2 separate regions of the Mus musculus genome follow, and region 1 is linked to region 2. Evidence: chromatin contacts called from public HiChIP or PLAC-seq data. All regions are on one chromosome and are shown on one strand. The core of a region is the stretch at or near the end of the contact, and the rest is flanking DNA. Distances in the headings are between cores, read along the strand shown.

Region 1 (3,503 bases), core at 268-2,767, 220 kb after region 2:
GATTTAAGGAAGCCCAGAGTTCCTTCTCTCCCTCCTCCTCTCACTGCTGCATCTTCTCTTGGGCCTTCATCAGTCAACAAGGAATGCAGCTGGGAGCTCCCAGCCCCAGACAAGGAGAGTACATTTTCTTTGCAGAGCTCAAACCTCAAGAGACAGGCAAAGGGCCCTTGCATCACTGAAAGTCACATTTTACCACAGGTTTTTCCACTGGGCAAGCAGCACGGCCTCACAGAGGAAGGAAGAGGTCTTAACTTCCTGGCTTTTTAAGCTTGATCCTAAGTTTACAAGGGGTTCCAGGGCTGAGAGGCACGCCAAGGAAACAGAGCAAGAAATTCTGTTCATAGGAAACTTTCAAGAGCTACCCCTGGAGCAATGTGCCGACTCCAGGCAAAACCTATTTGTAAGACTCCCCAAGAATGATTCCCAGTTGTCTCGGCTCCCTGAAAGCCAGGGGAGAGGAGAGAGGCGTGCTAATCAGATGCTAACTGTCTGCCCACCACTTAAAAGTTAACTCCACTTCAGAGTTTCCTAGGTTCTGAGCCGCTTTGAAATAAGCAAATCACCTCTGTAACTGTTTAGCTTTTCTTCTCAGCTGGGAAGCTGGTGCAAAGGTTTTAGTCAGAGGCGCAAACATCATCTAGATAGAGCCACGCTAAACATTACCCGAGAGGTTAGCATTAACGAGAGGGAATTAAAGTGCTATTGTTGCACTATTTTGGAGAGTAAAAGTCGACAGGTAAGAAACACTTAAGTATCAACTACACTGGGGCGAAAGCTGAAGCTTCAATTAACCCTGGCAATTTCAGAGAACTCCGAGGGTGACCATCTGCAAGGCAAACAGCTCCGCAACTTGCACATCTTGTTTTAATCTTTCTTTGCATGATTATAATTTCAGGGTATAAATAAGGTTATTAGCAGGAACAGAACAACAACAATAATTACAGTAAGTGCTTGCAGAGCACTTTGATCATGCTATGACGTCAGTCACCCTGCAGCTTCAAAATGGGAATCTCATGGTTAGTGTTTTCCGGGATCGTCCTGAGAGGTGGCTACATCAGTCTTTTCCCACACAAAGGACTCAGGAATAAGAGACTAAGTTAGGGACTTCAGGAATTCCCACCAATCCAAAATATCTGAAGGGATTATTATTTTAGATACTCTGGGAATGTCATCACATACATTATGATGGATCAGAATAAAACTCGTTTAAACTCATCCAATTGGTATTTTACATGTCTATGCTACAGTAACATTTGGAGGTAATGTTAGGGTCCATGATTTGCTGGACTCAAATAGTATGCAAAAGCAAAGAGCTTTTATTTAGCTGAATTTCCTGCATGTAGGGGTCTCCCCATTTGGGAATGGAGACCTCTGGTGGACCCAGCTTTTATTGTCAGGTAGGAGAATTCCAGGAGGGGCGTGTGCCCTTTTAAGTTGATTGGTTAGCTCTATCTCCAGGGGCCTGACAATTGGTTAGGCTCTGGCGACTTCTGGTGGCTCACTCATTCAAGCTACCCAGTCTTACTTCAGGCCAGAAGACAAGGCGTCCTCCGATTGGCTGCCTGCGGCTGCAGTGGACTGACCACAGGTTCCTGGTTCTCCTTTCTGGGAAACAGAAGCTTAGGCCTAGTCTCCCAAACTGCCAGTTTGCAGCTTGTCCTGGGGTCAGCCTGGCTCTGCTAACTCAGCCCTCTCATTGTTAGTTGGTTTGGTGTGCTGATAAATGGCCCTAAGGCACATGCATGCACACCTATTAGCAGCCGTTACAAGTGTGCTCAAAGTTCCCATGGCTAAGACCCTGGAGTTCTACCCTGCTTTCCCATCCCCTGTTGAGGTCTTTCTCTTTAGAGACACTTGTGCCCATATGCAAGATTTACTTGGTCATGTTTGGACTTCCTTTATCAATAAGCTTGTCCTGGCTGAGAAGAGAATATTATAAAAATTTCATGTCATGAACGCATATTAGATCTGAAAAACTTGAGCTATATCGTCAATGAATAGATGACATACATCCAAATGAATGTATATCTACAAACTCAAAATCAGATGCGATTTACTCTGGCAGAGGCTATAGCACTGCATAATTCTATTTTAAAGAACTATAATTGCTGGTTCTGAGGGCTCACATTCATATTCTCAACACTTAGGCTGAGGCAGGAAGATTTCAAGTCTGAGGCCAGCCTGAGCAACCAACCCAACAAGGTCCTAGGATATACAATGAGACCCGCTCAAAACAAAACGGAACCTTATGAATTGTAGACAGTGTGCGGTAAAGGCGAAGCGGAGCAGAAGCAAGTGTGGTCCAGTGTTAAAGCACGGAAGAGTGGGTAAGCGGTGCCTGTGTTACGGTGAGCTGTGAGTTACTGCCTGTGTCTCAGGACTGCCCGATACCTGCAGTATTTATGTTGAGCAAAGAAGAATGAGCAGGGGGTTGAGAGATGGCTCAGTGGTTAAAGCACTTGCAGTGCATATATGGGGACAGGAGCTCAGATGCCCAGAACCCACGTACATACTGTGAGCGGATACATACTGCGGCTTCCCTGTAATTCCAGCCTCAGAAAGTGGAGATGTTTTAGCCAATTTGTCTTCAGCTTGAATTTATACTATGCTCTGCTCAGGCCAAGGACATTAATATAGAACATGAGTAGTCTCTCACAACTCTAGTTCCCAGTACAGTCCTGGCCCCTTTGAAATACCATGAGCAGTCTTTACATTTCCGTTGGCCTTCTAGTCTTCCAGGCTCCCAGAGCAAGCTGGCTACTGAGACCTACAATATTGGTGAGCCCCTGGTTTGACTGAGAGACCCTTCCTCACTGAATAAGGCGGAAACCTAATTGGGAGTGATTCCTGACATCCACCTGTGCCTCCACATGCACCTGTACCCACACATGTGTGACCACACATATGCAAATGTGCATAAACACGGGTATATCATACATACACACATACATACATACATACACACATACACACACACACCAAAAAAACAAAAATAGAAAATAAAAAAAGTAAGGGCTAGCCAGGGAGAAAAAGGTAAAAGCTAGGACATTTCAGGTAAGAACCAGCATGCAGAGGGTGGAAAGAAAAGAAGGAGAGAAGAAAGAGAGAGGGAGGGAGGGAGGGAGGGAGGGAGAGAGAGAGAGAGAGAGAGAGAGAGAGAGAGAGAGAGAGAGAGAGAGAGAAGGTAGCTGGTGAAATAGATCAGCAGGTAAAGCCCCAGGACATGTGTTCAATCACTGGGCCTTGCATGGTGGAAGGAGAGAGCTAACTCCTCTAAGTTGTCCTCTGACCTCCACACACAGGGGCCTGGCATGCGTATGCCCCCCAACAAATAAATAAGAATGTAGTGTAAACAGTGCTAACTGAATGCCAGGAAAGAAAGTTGAGAGCGTATACCAAAAAGTAGCCCAGTTTTAAAAACTGACAAACTTTTTTTGAGAAGGAAGGAAGAGAAGAGGTGTACAAATGAGTAATTCTGGATGGAAGGATGTGGGCAATACAGG
Region 2 (3,713 bases), core at 1,193-3,692:
AAACTGTACTGGCTGGTTTTGTGTGTCAACTTGACACAAGCTGGAGTTATCACAGAAAAAGGAGCTTCAGTTGAGGAAACGCCTCCATGAGATCCAGCTGTAAGGCATTTTCTCAATTAGTGATCAACAGGGCAAGGCCCCTTGTGGGTGGAGCTATCCCTGGGCTGGTAGTCTTGGGTACTATAAGAAAGCAAGGCGTGGTGGTGCACGCCTTTAAGCCCAGCACTTGGGAAGCAGAGGCAGGCAGATTTCTGAGTTCAAGGCCAGCCTGGTCTACAGAGTGAGTTCCAGGACAGCCAGGGTTATACAGAGAAGCCCTGTCTCGAACCCCCCCCCCCAAAAAAAAAGAAAGAAAGAAAGAAAGAAAGAAAGAAAGAAAGAAAGAAAGAAAGAAAGAAAGAAAGAAAGAAAGTTGAACCAGTAAGCAGCAGCATTCCTCCATGGCCTCTGCATCAGCTCCTGCTTCCTGAGCTGCCTGAGTTCCAGTCCTGACTTCCTTTGGTGATCAACAGCAATGTGGAAGTATAAGCTGAATAAACCCTTTCCTCCCCCAACTTGCTTCTTGGTCATGTTTGTGCAGGAATGAAACCCTAACACAAATTGGTACCAGGAGTGGGGTATTCCTGTGAAAACACAACCATGTTTTGGGGAGAACTATGGAAGGACTTTGGAACTTTGGGCTAGAAGATCCATTTGGTGTTAAGAGCTCTGTGGGATGTTGTGTAGGAGCTTGGAAGATAATGTTTAGAACAGTGCAGAAGATGGAGGCCTGGCTTGTGAAATTTCAGAGGGAAGATGAAAGACTCTTATCAGGGCTGTTGCTATTTTGACTGTGAAGATTCTGTGGTTCTGGTTAGCTGGGGCTGAAGAATCAGCTGTGATTAACAAGATACCAGAACTACTAAAGTGAAAACTTTGCATTACTGGGACTATTGATGCTGGTTAGCTGGAGCTAAGAAATTAGCAGTGATTAAGAAAAGACCAGCATTATTGAGGTGAAATCTTCTGGGAAGTGTTTTCTGAGAGCACAGAGGCTGTGTTCCGGAGATAGCTAATGTTGTACCTTGGGCTGTGGCTGGACTTGGTAATGTGTAAGAGTCACCCAGGTGGTACTGGTTTTGAAGACATGAAGGGGTCATTAAGAGCAGCTGAGGCTGGGCACTGTGAGAGGCTGCAGAAGGCCATTGGTGAAGGTGCAGCCTCAGTTGCAGCTGATGGCCCAGGACTGAAGGGGTCATGCAAAGGAGTTGATGCTTGGCACCATGAAGGAAGCCTATGAGAGCTATTGGTGAAGCCAAGTTACAGCCGAAGACAGCAGTGTTTTGAAGATGCCAGTACCATGAGATGACCACCAAGAACAGCAGCAGCAGTGCAATTTAGGCCATCTGGATCCTAGAAGACAAGGTGTGTGCTACAGGGCTGGAGAAGTGACCCAAGCCCTTGGAGGAGCCCAGAATATCGTGAGTTGGATTCCAGACATTAGATGGTTGGAGTTCTGATTTTGCTTTTGATTGTGAGTGTGTCCTGATATTGTTCCCTCTTGAAGGAAAATTATTTTAGTAGAGCCCACAATTAAGAGACTTTTAATTGTAAAAAGACTTTGGATTTTAAAAGAGAATGGATATTTTAAAGGAATTGAAATTTCAATATGTAAGAATTTGCAAAGACTGTGGGACTTTTAAGGTTATTTAGATCTTGGAGATGAATAAGAAAGTAAGGGTTGAGGTTTAATAGTCGTGTGTTTGTGTGTCAAGTTGACAAGGGGTCAACTGTACTAGCTGGTTTTGTGTGTCAACTTGACACAGGCTGGAGTTACCACAGAGAAAGGAGTTTCAGTTGGGGAAATGTCTCCATGCATCCAGCTGTGGGGCATTTTTTCAATTAGTGATCAACAGGGGAGGGCCCCTTGTGGGTGTTGCCATCCCTGGACTGGTAGTCTTGGGTTTTATAAGAAAGCAAGCTGAGCAAGCCAGGGGAAGCAAGCCAGTAAGGAACATCCCTCCATGGCCTCTGCATCAGCTCCTGATTTCTGACCTGCCTGAGTTCCAGTCCTGACTTCCTTTGGTGATGAACAGCAGTGAGGAAGTGTAAGGTGAATAAACCCTTTCCTCCCCAACTTGCTTCTTGGTCATGATGTTTGTGCAGGAATAGAAACCCTGGCTAAGATAAAAACTATTCAGCAATTTGCATATAAGTAGTAATAATTTCAAAACTAGGCTGTTGTCAGGAAGGCAAGATTGATTCAATTAAGAGCAGTAGCAATCCCACATTATAGGAGTTAATCATGGGAGTAGGCTGAGAAGTGTTTCGAGTTAAGGAAAACACCCCTACCCTGAAAGTACTCAGTGGGAAGACCCACCTCAGTATCGGTAGCATCATCCTAGAGGCTGGGCCTGGATGAGACACAAGGAAAAAAGGAAAGTGCAGTGTGGCTTGATTCTCTTAGCACACCTGAGTTGTGGATAGCCCTGGGGCTAATTATTTTGATGTTAATTCCATTCCCCAGAGAGGGACTGTGAACAAGGAATGAGTCAGCACTCAGGTGATTTCCTGTAAACCTTCTTCCCACCTTAATTTGTAAAATAAAGAAGACTGACATTTGGGCAGAGAGAGGGAAGGTGGCGCAAAAAGAAAAGAAGGAGGTCTGAGACGGAGAGAAAGAGGAGGAGGAAGAAGAAGAAAAGCGGAGCAGCAGCACATGGCCTGGAGAAACCGCAAGTTCTAAGGGGTCTCATAGATGTGGAAGATGGTAGTATAGCAGTACATCTGCCCAGTCTAGGCGCACAGCATGTATTCATATTAATTGTGTCGTGTTTTCATTGCTGGGGCATATTTGGGAGAAGATTTACCACACCACACCACACCTGGTTTCCAAGTGCTCCAAGTTCTGCAACCATGAGCCCAAATACATCTTTAGAATGTTGCCTTTCAGGTATCTGTCACAGTGACAAAACAAAAAAACAAAACAAAAACAAAGCAAAACACACTCATATGACCTCATTTAAAAGACTTAGAAAAAAGTTATTTATCTAAATAGATAAAGACGCGTTTAATGAAAACACTCATTATTTAAACAAGAGCCATTAATTAGGTACACAAAGAAATTTCCTTCAACTAAAGGTGACAGATCAAAAATACCAAAACACCAAATTGCAAAATACTAAAAGATTGTGAAATACAAGACAATGGGTCCACTATAACACTTAATCGGTCAATGTTAAATCTAGAACAACAAAAACTACAAACTGCAAAAGATGAACCAATCACCTTCATCACCCATATATGCTGACAGAAATGCAAATAAATTTGAGAGTAAAAAGAATTATAAGCAAGATTACTAGTTATCAAGTCAACATAAAATATTAACTGTTTCTGCATTATCAGCAATAAACCAAAAATAATGTCTAAGAAGACATAATTTATAATCACACTGAAAGGCATAAAACACCTAGAAGCCTAACAATAATTATGTGATCATTATGGAGAAATTATAAATTATTAACAGAAATGGGATACTGCATATATGATTTGGAATACTCATTATTTTTTTAGAATGGTCTATAAATTTAATGTGTAATCTCAAATAGGTTGATGGTGTTTTAACTGTTTTTACTTTTTTGTATAATTTTCAAGAGCTAAAATTAATCAATAACAATCCTGAAGAAAATCAGAAGTCCATACAAATTTTCTATTGCACACTTACAAATTACCGC

Evidence for each region. HiChIP or PLAC-seq counts read pairs in DNA pulled down with a chosen protein or histone mark.
Region 1: an H3K27ac HiChIP or PLAC-seq map of epiblast stem cells shows a contact between it and region 2, with 5 times the contacts expected there. The contact joins two enhancer-like sites. A contact is called at or near these places in 6 of 484 Hi-C or Micro-C datasets (B cells, bone marrow-derived macrophages, cochlea and 2 more), 12 of 115 datasets of contacts at active chromatin or transcription factors (bone marrow-derived macrophages, embryonic basal ganglia, embryonic stem cells and 5 more) and 3 of 9 other capture datasets (adipose tissue, embryonic stem cells and liver).

Annotation. Positions count from the first base shown.
Region 1 is chr2:71,025,539-71,029,041 of GRCm38.p6, forward strand. The region is part of intron 1 of Mettl8 (methyltransferase like 8); the gene reads right to left. Among named protein-coding and RNA genes, the nearest start is that of Mettl8, 28 kb to the right of the region's middle. Within about 2 kb of position 1,518, at least 24 of the 459 cell types and tissues checked have an H3K27ac peak or open chromatin away from gene starts, as enhancers often do. A contact at or near this core is called in epiblast stem cells, where this site is marked.
Region 2 is chr2:70,803,734-70,807,446 of GRCm38.p6, forward strand. All of the region lies in intron 1 of Tlk1 (tousled-like kinase 1), which reads right to left. Among named protein-coding and RNA genes, the nearest start is that of Tlk1, 20 kb to the right of the region's middle. Within about 2 kb of position 2,443, at least 13 of the 459 cell types and tissues checked have an H3K27ac peak or open chromatin away from gene starts, as enhancers often do. A contact at or near this core is called in epiblast stem cells, where this site is marked.